Regions from separate parts of the Rattus norvegicus genome. Here region 2 is linked to region 1. Evidence: chromatin contacts called from public Hi-C data. All regions are on one chromosome and are shown on one strand. The core of a region is the stretch at or near the end of the contact, and the rest is flanking DNA. Distances in the headings are between cores, read along the strand shown. Region 1 overlaps Lamtor1 (late endosomal/lysosomal adaptor, MAPK and MTOR activator 1). Region 2 overlaps Numa1 (nuclear mitotic apparatus protein 1).

What was found. A called contact is a pair of places that touch in the nucleus more often than the background predicts.
Region 2: a Hi-C map of mammary epithelial cells shows a contact between it and region 1, with 2.3 times the contacts expected there. The contact joins two enhancer-like sites. A contact is called at or near these places in 6 of 12 Hi-C or Micro-C datasets (the Rat2 cell line, hepatocytes, kidney and 3 more).

What each region holds. Positions count from the first base shown.
Region 1 is chr1:165,687,308-165,693,686 of GRCr8, forward strand. It overlaps Lamtor1 (late endosomal/lysosomal adaptor, MAPK and MTOR activator 1), which reads left to right. Exons shown (of 5, transcript NM_199102.1): 2 at 400-545; 3 at 766-843; 4 at 1,155-1,281; 5 at 1,760-2,379. The coding sequence ends at 1,852. Lrrc51 (leucine rich repeat containing 51) reads right to left here. Exons shown (of 6, transcript NM_001106284.1): 4 at 5,823-6,028; 5 at 3,809-3,957; 6 at 3,310-3,535. The coding sequence ends at 3,394. Among named protein-coding and RNA genes, the nearest start is that of Lamtor1, 6.4 kb to the left of the region's middle. Within about 2 kb of position 2,899, at least 2 of the 93 cell types and tissues checked have an H3K27ac peak or open chromatin away from gene starts, as enhancers often do.
Region 2 is chr1:165,764,571-165,770,949 of GRCr8, forward strand. It overlaps Numa1 (nuclear mitotic apparatus protein 1), which reads left to right. Exons shown (of 25, transcript NM_001100691.1): 9 at 1-47; 10 at 310-427; 11 at 513-630; 12 at 927-1,067; 13 at 2,265-2,387; 14 at 2,484-5,837. Among named protein-coding and RNA genes, the nearest start is that of Il18bp, 19 kb to the right of the region's middle. Within about 2 kb of position 2,896, at least 24 of the 93 cell types and tissues checked have an H3K27ac peak or open chromatin away from gene starts, as enhancers often do.

The DNA of each region.
Region 1 (6,379 bases), core at 1,649-4,148:
TTGCTAGGAACTACTTTACCTAGGGAACCAGGAAGGCTGTTCTTGGGCTTCTGACTTGGGTTGATTTCTCCTCTAGACCCTTACTTTAATATTTTTTCAGCTCCTCTGACACAGTCAGTTCCAGTTCCTTTGTCCAGAAGGTGTTGACCGATTGTCGAGGCTCCAGGACTGCTGGCCAGTGCTGCTTTGCTCCTTTCTGAATGTTTGTTAGGTTCTCTAGGTTCATCCTAGACCTCCAGCTCTGGACCAGTCCGAGAGTGAATGTTTTCTGACTTTGCATCCACCTGGACACTTCGAATCATCTTCATAAAAGTCGTTTTAGTATTAAAGGTCAGAACCTTTAAAATGAAAGGAGACTAGACTTAAGGCCCGGGCTGACTTTTCTGTACTACCCCTTAGGACCAGGAGGAGAGGAAGCTGTTGTTGGACCCCAGTAACACCCCTACCAAAGCCCTCAATGGAGCCGAGCCCAGCTACCATAGCCTGCCTTCAGCTCGCACAGATGAGCAGGCCCTGCTTTCCTCCATCCTTGCCAAGACAGCTAGGTGAGTGTCATAGGACCAGGCTGGGGCACAGGCAGCCAAGTTTGGACCATAGAGGATGGGACAAGGTCATTAGGGAGCAATGTCTCTGGGTTCTGCCCTGTTACAGTGGGCTGGTGGGAGTATTAGTGTCAGGTGGCCTTGGAATTGGCACCGACTACTGATTCTCATCCGTGCCCCTCAGAAGCACCTGTCATAGCTTCTCTGTCTCTTCTCTTCAAAGCAACATCATTGATGTGTCTGCCGCAGACTCCCAGGGCATGGAGCAGCATGAGTACATGGACCGGGCAAGGCAGTACAGGTAAGCATGAGCCCAGCTTCCTAGACATTCTCCAACTTTGGAGTTTGGTCCCCAGTCCAGGCTGTTCATTTGGGTGCAGCCCAGAAAACTAACTGCAGATCACTTCAGTGCCTCAGGCATTCAAGTTGGCCCTGTTTGCCCAGTGTGTTTGATCAAGGGTGATTGGGTCAAAAGAGTACAGTCAGAGTGAGTTTGTGATGAACTGTACCCTGTCACCATGATCCCCTGGCCTGAGGGAGTGAGGCTTGCCTGTGCAGGGCAGGGCAAGCTTTGGCCTGATTGTCCTTTCCTGTCTCCTCCCTCTTGGCCAGTACCCGCTTGGCTGTGCTTAGCAGCAGTCTGACCCATTGGAAGAAGCTGCCACCGCTGCCATCTCTCACCAGCCAGCCCCACCAAGTGCTGGCCAGCGAGCCTATCCCTTTCTCTGACTTGCAGCAGGTGAGCACTCCTGGCTGGTCCCCTAGCCCCTTCCCACATGGCTTCCCAGGAGGGAGGGAGCCTGGTATTGGTGCACCCAGCTTATTCCCACCTTGGTCTTGGTTTTCACAGCGTTCTTAGTTCCTTCCCACACCGTTTAGTCTCTCAGCATCTGCCCTTGCTTTTGTCCTTCTCTCTCACTTCCTTCCAGAGATAAAGCTCAGGGTACTGTTCATGCAAGCCAAGTGCTCTACCAGTAAGCTGCAATCCTAACCTAACCTTTGGTTTTTGAGAGAAGGACTCAGTGTTATAGCCCAGGCTGGCACTGAATTATGGCCCCCCTGATTTAGCCTCCTGACTGGTGGGACTATAGGCAAGCACCAGCACACCCAGCTCTTTTTGGCTTTCAGTCCACCATTCCTTCTTTCCTTTACTGCCACTCCATCTCACACTGTCTTTCCTCTCATGTGTGTTCTTCCCTCCCTGGCCTCTGTCTCAGGTCTCCAGGATAGCTGCTTATGCCTATAGTGCACTTTCTCAGATCCGCGTGGATGCGAAAGAAGAGCTGGTTGTACAGTTTGGGATCCCATGAAGAAAGGGGTCCTGGGACAGCTCTTCCCTCGTCTTCATCCCGTCTCCACCCCACCTCTTCTGGCCCCCAGCCTCACTGTGGCTTTCTACAGAACCCAACCTGCTACTAATCACGGAGAAGAATGTGGAGGACAAGAATAAGGCTAGAAGCCAGAGCAAGTGAGGACTGAGCAAGGGAAGGGAGAACCGATTGCCATCGGCCTTCATGCTCTGGTTAGGGTGAGGTTGGGGCCAAGAGGACTGGGCCTGGCAGATCTTCAAGTCATTGGGAAGATGGAGATACCACTGTAGGGGTGAACACCGGGAGACCTAGGAGATCCCCTCCCCACCCTTTCTCTTGGCCTCCGATTCACTCCTGTCCCGTTCCCTGACTTGGTGCTCATAGGCACCTCACTGGGAATTATGACCAGGGTCTAGACAAGCTTGAATCTGAATTGAGTTTGTATTTCTAGCACCCTGGATTTTTACATGTTTGCTCTTTTTGTTTTTTGTTTGTCACCCCTCGATAAAGAAAGTATATTCATTGTGTTGCTGGTTCAACCCGCTCTGTCCTGCCCGCTATTTACTTGTGGCTGTTCAAGTCTGCAAGCATTGAAATGCCAAGGAATGTAGCATTAAAAAGGAATCAGGAGGTAGACGTTCATGGTTCCCAGGTCTTAGATGATTAGTGTGGGATAACCCCAGTAGGATAAATATTATTCATTGTCCCTTTTCCATTGATGCTAACACTGTCAGAGCTGTACAGATTAGAATATGAGGCAGCTGTGACTGTTGGGGACCCTGTCCCAGGAGGCTTACACATTGCCCCTAGGGGTAGGAAGAGACCCTACTCTGCTGGTCTTCTTTTCAATAAATGATTATTTTCTTCCTGTTGAGACAGGGTCTCACTATGGAGCCCTGGTTGTCCTTGAACTCTACATAGACCAGGCTGGCCTCGAACTCACAGAGAACTTGCCTCTTTCTCCTGAGAGCCGGGTTTAGAGTTGTGTGCAACCACTGCCCCGCTTGGAAATGAAATCTTGGCCAGAATCACAGCCTGAGAGTAAAACTACCCTGCTCTGCTCGAAATAGATCACAGCTGTTTGCTGTTCCTACTGGAGGCTGAAGGCAACTCCACAGACCTTGGCACTCTATGAAGATTTCTGTGAGACACGGGGCTTATTCCTGAAATACCAGCACTCAGGAGGCTGAAGCAACAGGATTGCTACAAGATCAAGGACAGCCTGGGCCACAGAGTTAGAACTCTTGGGGAAAAAAGTATTTAGAAATTACTAATCTACTCTATTCCCATGATATCCCATGAATACTAAGGGGCCCAGAAAGGACAGGAAAGTTTCCTGCATGGTAGAACCTGGCTCCTGGGTCGTAACCAGCAAGCAGGCTTTTGGCCTTCACTCTGAAGTTTTACTAGTAGCGGCTGGGTGTGGAGAGCATCTTAACCAAGCACAGGTGATGTATAATCTGTTCAACAGCTCAAATCATTTATTGTCAAACCAAGCTGATCATCCTCAGGGCATTAGGTGTGCTCGGGTCCTGCGAATCTCAGAGTACATCCTGCTTGATCCGGACCTTCTTGGGCTTGATATTCATGCGTTTCCATACTTCTGCTGTGCTGCGGTCGGCCTTGGTGACTCCACTGAAGTCAAACGTGGTGATACGGGGCAGGTTGCACAGCACATACTGCCTGTGGGGAAGACTTGGGCTTAGGGCCAGCCCCTACAAAAGAACTCCCTCCCTGCCCCCCACCGGTTGCTGCTGTCTCTTTTGACAGCAAGGAATGGAGGGGAGCTTGATGTTTTGGGAGGACTAGTTTCATTCTGAGAGCAAGGGGTGTACTTAGAGGTCTAGTACATCCTTCTGTGGTCCATATGTGGCAGAAGAATGGTCTTGAATTTCTTGTCTCCTCTCCCCTTGTTCCTTAAGGAAACTCATCTGGACCCCAGATCCAGGTCCTTACCTGTACCCCTTTTCTTCCTCTATGGGGTTCCCATGGAGGGTCAGGCTCCGGAGACGAGGGAGGACAGCTAGCTTATTCACCTCCCCTAGGCGATGGATGCTGTTGCCATGAAGGTAGAGGACACTTAGGTTGAAGAATGTTGTTAGAACCTGTTAAGGTGGAAATCAAAGTCAGGCTGGACAAAGATGATGTCTGCTCAGGGTGGACTTTCTCTGGCAGAGAAAGAAAAGTTTGGAGAACAATCGGCCTCCTTCTCCAGCCCTCATAGCCATTCTATATGACTTGTATGCTTCCTATACTTCTAAAAAGGCTGTTTTTCAGTAGGCCATGGGTGCCACAGGTGGATACATGCGTTGGAGGACAGCCTGGTCAACAAAGGGAGTTCCAGGACAGCCAGGGGTACAAAGAGAAACCCTGTCTTAAGAAAACAAAAACCAGGGGTTGGGGATTTAGCTCAGGGGGTTGGGGATTTAGCTCAGTGGTAGAGCACTTGACTAGCAAGCACAAGGCCCTGGGTTCAGTCCCCAGCTCCAAAAAAAAAAAAGAAAAAAAAGAAAACAAAAACCAAGACACACACACACACACACACACACACACACACACACACACACACACATATATATATGATTATTTTGCCTACGTGTATGTGTGTATATCACATGTATGTTTAGTGCTTGCAGAGGCCATTGGACTTCCCTCCAAGCCTCCACCCCCCTTGAAACTGGAGTTACATATATAATCGTGAGCCACTGTGTGGGTGATGGGAACTGAGAGAGCAGCGAGTGCCCTGACCTGCAGCCACCTTTATGGCCCTTTGTATGGGTGTTTGCCTCCTTGTATGTCTGTGCCCAGCATAGGAACCTGGTGCTTCTGAGTCAGAAGGACATCGGGTCCTCCGGAAATGGAGTTATAGTGGATGGTGGTGAACGACTGTGCATGTGCTGGGAGCTGAACCTGGATCCTCTGCAAGAGCAAAAAATGCTCTTAACAGCTGAGCCATCTCCTTCCCTCCTCCCTCCTCCCTCCTCCCTCTTCCCCTCTCCTCACCTATCACACACACACACACATGAGTAAATTAACTTTTAAGTCCTTTTCAGGGAAAAGCCCCTAAAGTAGACCTGGCACCTGTGGTTATACATTTGACTGCTCAGGTGACAGCTCTCCTTGCTGAGTCTTATTTGCCCCTTAAGGCCTTTCCAGCTGAGATGACCTAGGATTCCATCTGCAAAGGAGTATCAGCTTGGCACATATTCATCTCATTTTCTATCATAGGGGAAGTCTCCAAGTTATGCCCCAAGCCTTTCTCCTGCCAATAGGGATCTTGGGCAAAGATCTTTCCTTTTTCTAGAATTTTCTTTGCTTCCTTTCCTAACTTCTTTCCTTTCTCCTCCTCTCTCATGTAGTCTAGGGTAGCCTCAAGCTCACTATGTAGCTGAGAATGACCTTAAGCTCATCCTCCTTCCACCACCTTCCCAAGTGCTAGAATTAGAAGCAAGTACCAACATACTTGGCCAAACTAAACTGTTTTTAAAACAGATTTTACAGAAAGCAACCGATGGCTTTCACAGTAGGGCCCAGCACAAGACACAGTTCAGAGCCTAATGATGAGTGCTATAGCTTTGCTTCAGCCACTGATAATTGGTTCTCTTACATTTTAATTTAATCCTTATAAAACAACCATGATTATGGCATCTTATTCCCATTCATAGGAAAGCCAAAGTTTTAGGAAACTGTAGCTTAGGAGGCAGCCTGGTCTATATAGTGAATTCCAGGGCAGCCAGAGGTACATACTGAGACCCTGTCTCCAAAAAAAACAAGTTATATACCTTGCTGACAATGAGAAAATGGGGAAACTCAAAGTTTGTGCTTACATCTGTGTGTCTCTACAACTGTGCCCTTTGAACTGCACCCCACTGCCTGTGCTTCCTTGAGAAGGGAGTAGAAAGGCTGTGAGCTGGACACAGTGACTTCAAGCTCCCCTTTGATATTTGTCCATCCAGGGCTGGGAACTCACAGGGTCAATGGTAGTCAGGTCATTGAAGGAGAGGTCAATCCAGGCCAGATTCTCTGGGTGCTGTAGAAGCTGTGAAACCACCTGGTTGAAGTCTTTCAGGTCATTGAGGACATTGTTGTTGAGCCACAGGGACTGGGTCAGTGACTTTCCTGACTTTGAATACTTCACTGGTCGTAGACCTGTCCTTGGCTCCTCGCTTATCAGATCTACAATGACAAAATAAGGCTTGAGTTTATTTTTTTTTTTTTGGCTATTTTATTTGCATGAGTATTTTGCCTGTATGCATACATGGCATGTGCATGCCTGGTGTCTGCAGAAGTCAGAAGAGGGTGTGAGATTCTCTAGAATGGGGTTAGGGGTGGTTGTGAGCCACTGTGTCAGTACTAGGGGTTGAACTTGAGTACTCTAGGTACAACAAGTGCTCATAACCTCCAAGCCATTTTTCCAGCCCAAGGTGTGTGTCCATCTTTGCTTTTCTGCCTTTGGGGGTGATGAGGGAGAGCTGAACAGATGAACATACAAGTGCTACTTGGAGGGCTTGGCAGGGCCTCGGCACT
Region 2 (6,379 bases), core at 1,646-4,145, 77 kb after region 1:
GCTGGAGCTAGAGCTGTCTGAGAGCCTCAAGCTCCTCACCGAGAAGGGTAGGTACTGTCGAGTGCGTGGGCACTGGTGAAGGGGAGCGTTTGGGATTTACATCGGGGAAGCCCTGTGACAGCTTGGCTTGCTATGGTGTCCCTTCTGTTGACAGTGGAGTGTCAAGCTGTCACAAATGTCAGTCTGACCTTGTAGACCCCGGGTTTAGTTTCTGTCCCATGCCCTTTTGCCGTGGCTCGGATGCTGTGCCTCCTCTGCTCTCTTCTGTCCCTGGACCTTTGCTGACTGTGTCGTCCCTGTCCTGGGCAGACGCTCAGATCGCCATGATGCAGCAGCGCATCGACCACCTGGCTCTGCTGAATGAGAAGCAGGCAGCCAGCCCCCAGGAGCCCAGCGAACTTGAGGAGCTCCGTGGCAAGAATGAAAGGTAGGACTCCTGCCCTCCTTCCCGCATCCAGTCCCTGCTGGCGAGGTGGGGAATCACACCATTCTCACGGTTCCTTTCCTGGCAGCCTCACTGTGCGTCTGCATGAGACTTTGAAGCAGTGTCAGAACCTGAAGACCGAGAAGAACCAGATGGATCGAAAGATTAGCCAGCTTTCTGAGGAGAACGGGGACCTTTCCTTTAAGGTGAGTGGGGCTGGCTATGTGTAGAGACCCCTCAGGGCTGAGGTGGTCTGGAAGTTTCCCCAAGAAGGTTGAGAAAGACGGTCTAGAACCTGGCTTTGGGCTTTAGTCACTTTCCTTGTTACTAGTTCCTGGAAGGGTGCTCAGGCAGCTCTAAGTGATGATGTGTGTTTCTGAATAGAGGTGTGATTGGCTGTGATTGGATTGAAGGTGGGGAAGAATTATTGGAGGCCCCAAGGTCTGGGTTTCAAGGACTTGCTGGAAGGAAGTGCCAACTTCTCACCCTGCTTATTTCTCAGGTGCGAGAGTTTGCAAACCACTTGCAACAACTGCAGGGTGCGTTCAACGACCTGATAGAGGAGCACAGCAAGGCTTCTCAGGAGTGGGCAGAGAAGCAGGCTCATCTGGAAAGTGAGCTCAGCACAGCCCTCCAGGATAAGGTAACCCTCTCTCGAGAGCTGGCCACATTGTCCACGTGGAGTTCATCAGACTGCTGGGTCTGGAGCTGCCTTCTGAGAGTCTGCTAGTGTGGTGACAGGCTGAGTGCAATGTACCCGTGGCCTCTGTGATGTGCAAAATGTGTGTCTTGGAAAAGTTAATGAGTCTCAGAGGGGACTGATGCTTTGTTAACTATTATGTGATTGAAGGGCAGCTCGTAAGCTCTGAGTGAATTAGTTGTGATATCAGGTTGGGTTTCTTTGCTGAGATACTTGATATTAGAAGGATATCAGGGATAGGTGTTTTATTCTGCAGTATTTGCATAGACATTGTAAGTTGCTCATCCCTTTGTCTAACATCTAAATCACTCTGAACCTTTGTTTTCTTAAAGTAGCCTCCCTCTGTAGCCCAAGCTGGCTTTGGACCCTGTCCTCTAGTCTTTGTCTCCTGTGTGCCAGAGTTACAAGATTCTGCCACAATGATTTGTTAAAATTTTAAAACTTGTTGGTATCATGTTTAGAGCTCAGAAAGTTTGGATTTTGGGATTGTTGGATTCCAGATTTCAGACTTAGGGATGTCCAATCTGCATTACTATTGTTACTAAGCCCAGCTCTGCCACTTCCTAACCTGGGAGCTCTTGGGTATAGCACTTAGAGTCTCGGATCATGAGTGTTTTCTGTGAAGGAGACAGTAGAGACTCCCCGTCAGCCCCTGGGTGGGTCAGGAGGTCAGAGCATACCCATCATGTTGCTTTGCGCCCACAATTGAGGGGGGCCAACGTCGGGCCGGGACAGATGAAGCTAGGCTAGCATAGATGCCCGGGATTGTTTTGGGCATTTGGTTAGTGTCTGAGTCAAGGCTCGTCTGAGGAAGGCTACGTGGTAAGTAAGTAGGCTTTGCACATTTTGACTTAAATTTACCCGTGTAATTGGGAGTAGAAAGTCAGGTTCTCAGGAAGTCAGACCTGTGGTTCTGTTGACAGGCAGGGTCTGGGAGCACAGGTTGGTTTTTAAAATCTTCATTTTCATGTCTCGGTCTCTTGAGTTTTGGGGAGCCATTACTCCCAGCTCAGTCCTATGGTTTCTGAGGATTTTCTCCTCAGCCAGGGCAAAGGGAAATCTTGGGTACAAGATGATTGCGTCTCTGGTAATTGGATGGCTGTTGTACTCTGTTCACATGGGTCTCTTGCTTACTCCCAGAAATGTCTGGAAGAGAAGAGTGAGATCCTTCAGGAGAAGATTTCCCAGCTGGAGGATCGAGCAGCTCAGCTGCAGGGGAGCCCTGCCCCGGAGAAGGGTGAGGTGCTGGGTGACGCCTTGCAGGTAGGAATAGACAGAAGCAGTAAGGCAATTTGCTAGGGTTGATTCTTGGTGTTCTTTGATAGGGTTGATCCCCGTTTTATCTCTTTATCCCAACAGCTGGATACCCTGAAACAAGAGGCAGCCAAACTTGCCACAGATAACACAGAGCTCCAAGCCCGCGTAGAGACTCTGGAGTGTGAGCGTGGTAAACAGGAAGCCCAGCTGCTTGCTGAGCGGGGCCACTTTGAAGAAGAGAAGCGGCAGCTGGCCAGCTTGGTTGCTGACCTGCAGAGCTCCGTCTCTAACCTCAGCCAGGCCAAAGAGGAGCTGCAGCAAGCCTCCCAGGCTCAGGGGGCTCAGCTCACTGCCCAGCTGGCCTCTCTGACAGCACTGAATGCCACCCTGCAGCAGCAAGATCAAGAGCTGACCAGCCTGAAAGAACAGGCCAAAAAGGAACAGGCTCAGATGTTACAGACCTTGCAAGAGCAAGAACAGGCTGCCCAGGGCCTCCGCCAGCAGGTGGAGCAGCTGAGCAGCAGCCTGAAGCTGAAGGAGCAGCAATTGGAAGAGGCAGCCAAGGAGCAGGAGGCAGCCAGGCAGGATCACGCCCAGCAACTGGCCACCATTGTTGAGGCTCGAGAGGCCTCTGTAAGGGAGCGAGATGCTGCTCGCCAGCAGCTAGAAACATTGGAGAAGGAGAAGGATGCCAAGCTGGAGAGCCTGCAGCAGCAACTTCAGGCTTCTAATGAAGCCAGGGACACTGCGCAGACCTCGGTCACACAGGCCCAGCGGGAAAAGGCAGAGCTGAGCCAAAAGATAGGAGAACTCCATGCCTGCATTGAAGCTGCCCACCAGGAACAGCGTCAGGCCCAAGCTCACGTGACAGAGCTAGAGGCCCAGCTGAAGGCTGAGCAGCAAAAAGCAACTGAGAGAGAAAAGGTGGTGCAGGAGAAGGTCCAGCTCCAGGAGCAGCTCCAGGCCCTTGAGGAGACTTTGAAGATTGTCAGAGGTAGCCTTGAAGAAGAGAAATGCAGGGCTGCAGATGCCCTGAAGGAGCAGCAGCGCCACGCCACTGAGATGGAGGCAGAGACTCGACACCTGATGGAGCAGCGGGAGCAGGAGCAGAAGGAGTTAGAGCAGGAGAAGGCTGAGCGAAAGGGGCTGGAGGCCCGGCTACAGCAGCTTGAAGAGGCTCATCAGGCCGAGACTGAAGCCTTGCGACATGAGCTAGCAGGGGCCACAGCTGCTCAGCACGGAGCTGAGAGTGAGCGTGAGCAGCTCCTCAGGGAGGTTGAGAGCTGGCAGAAGCGGGTTGAAGCCAGACAGCAAGAGGAGGCAAGGTATGGTGCCATGTTCCAGGAACAGCTGATGGCCTTGAAAGGGGAGCATGGAAAGATTGGCCAAGAAGAACAGAAGGAGGCAGGAGAGATCCACGGTGAAGGCCAGACAGGCCAGCAGCAGAGTCAGCTAGCTCAGCTTCATGCCTGTTTGGCAAAAGCCCTTCAGCAGGTCCAGGAGAAAGAAGCGAGAGCACAGAAGCTGCTAGATGATCTCTCGGCTCTGCGGGAGAAGATGGCTGCCACTAACAAGGAGGTGGCCTGCCTGAAGGCCTTGGTGCTCAAGGCAGGTGAGCAGCAGGCAGCAGCCTCACATGAGCTCAAAGAGCCCCCGAGGGCTGGGAACCAAGAGTCTGACTGGGAGGAAGAGCAGGCAAGGCCGTTGGGTAGTACACAGGCAGCACTGAAGGCTGTGCAGCGTGAAGCTGAGCAAATGGGCGGAGAGCTGGAGAGACTGCGGGCAGCACTGATGCAGAGCCAGGGGCAGCAGCAAGAGGTTCGTGGGCAGCAGGAGAGGGAGGTAGCACGGCTGACCCAGGAGCGGGGCCAGGCCCAAGCTGACCTGGCTCAGGAGAAGGCAGCCAAGGCAGAACTTGAGATGCGGCTGCAGAACACCCTCAATGAGCAGCGTGTGGAGTTTGCTGCCTTACAAGAAGCACTGACCCATGCCATGACAGAAAAGGAAGGGAAAGACCAAGAGCTTGCCAAACTTCGTGAGCAAGAGGCAGCTCAGATATCAGAGCTGAAGGCGCTTCAGCAGACTTTGGAAGAGCTGAAGAAGAAAGAGAAAGAGCACCCCACAGGGGGTGCCAGGGGAGAAGACGCTTCAGGAGATGGCCCAGGATCCCAGCTGCACACACCTGGGAAGACAGAGGCACCAGGCCCTGAGGTGGAGGCTCTTCGGGCAGAGATCAGTAAGCTAGAGCGGCAGTGGCAGCAGCAGCAGCAACAGGTTGAAGGCCTGACACACAGCCTGGAGTCCGAGCGTGCTTGCCGGGCTGAGCAAGACAAAGCCCTGGAGACACTGCAGGGCCAGTTAGAGGAGAAGGCTCGAGAGCTGGGGCATAATCAGGCTGCCTCAGCCTCAGCTCAAAGAGAGTTGCAAGCCCTCCGTGCCAAAGCCCAGGACCACAGCAAAGCTGAGGAAGAGTGGAAGGCCCAGGTAGCCCGTGGCCAGCAGGAAGCTGAGAGAAAGAGCAGTCTTATCAGCAGCTTGGAAGAGGAGGTATCCATCCTGAATCGCCAAGTCCTAGAGAAGGAGGGAGAAAGCAAGGAGTTGAAGCGCCTGGTTGTAGCTGAGTCAGAGAAGAGCCAGAAGCTGGAAGAGCGGCTGCGCCTGCTTCAGGTAGAAACAGCCAGCAGCAGTGCCAGGGCAGCAGAACGCAGCTCAGCTCTACGGGAGGAGGTACAGAGCCTCCGAGAAGAGGTAGAGAAGCAGCGTGTAGTTTCTGAGAACTTGAGGCAGGAGCTGGCCTCACAAGCGGAGCGAGCTGAGGAATCGGGTCAAGAATTGAAGGCCTGGCAGGAGAAGTTTTTCCAGAAGGAGCAAGCGCTCTCTGCCCTGCAGCTGGAGCACACCAGCACACAGGCCCTGGTGAGTGAGCTGCTGCCTGCCAAGCACCTTTGTCAGCAGCTGCAAGCTGAGCAGGCAGCTGCCGAGAAGCGCTTCCGGGAGGAGATAGAGCAGAGCAAGCAGGCAGCTGGCGGGCTGCAGGCAGAGCTAATGCGGGCTCAACGGGAGCTTGGAGAGCTAGGATCTTTGCGGCAGAAGATTGTTGAGCAGGAGCGAGCAGCCCAGCAGCTGCGGGCAGAAAAGGCCAGCTATGCAGAGCAGTTGAGCATGCTGAAGAAGGCCCATGGCCTGCTGGCCGAGGAGAACCGGGGGCTGGGAGAACGGGCCAACCTGGGCCGGCAGTTTCTAGAAGTAGAGCTCGATCAAGCCCGGGAGAAGTATGTCCAGGAGCTGGCCGCTGTGCGCACTGATGCCGAGACCCACCTGGCTGAAATGCGGCAAGAAGCTCAGAGCACTAGCCGGGAGCTGGAGGTGATGACCGCCAAGTACGAAAGTGCCAAGGTGAAGGTCCTAGAGGAGAGGCAGAGGTTCCAAGAAGAGAGGCAGAAACTCACTGCCCAGGTAAGGTGTCCATGCTGTGTCCTCTGCATTCTGTAGCCCTCCCCTTGCCTCCACCCCAGATGGACACTGCCTACCTGCCTTCACTCATTGAGTAGCAGAGAAAGATAAGTAAGCAGTAGAATCCCGTTTGTCGGAAAGAGAATGCTATGACAGCGAGTGGTGGTGCATGCCTGTAGTCCCAGCACGTAGGAGGCTAAGTCAGGAGGAGGATCATGAGTTTGAGGCCGCTTATGGGTTGCATAGTTAGATCCTGTTTGAACTTCCACAGTCACCCCCCCACCCTCCAACAGACGATGTCTATGGCCCCCTTTTCTTTGAGAGCTGAATCTAAAGAGTCAGGTTGACTACCCTTTTGTTTCTTTGGTGTTTTAAAACAGGATCTAATGTAACTCAGGCTAACCTTGAACTCACCATATAAGTAAAGATGGCCTTGCACTCTTGATCTTCCTGCCTTCACCTCCCACGTGTTGGGATCACAGGCCCCTGTGTCCTGTTACCTGATTCCAGCTGGCCTGCCCCCATGTCCCCCCTCTCCCTTCTAT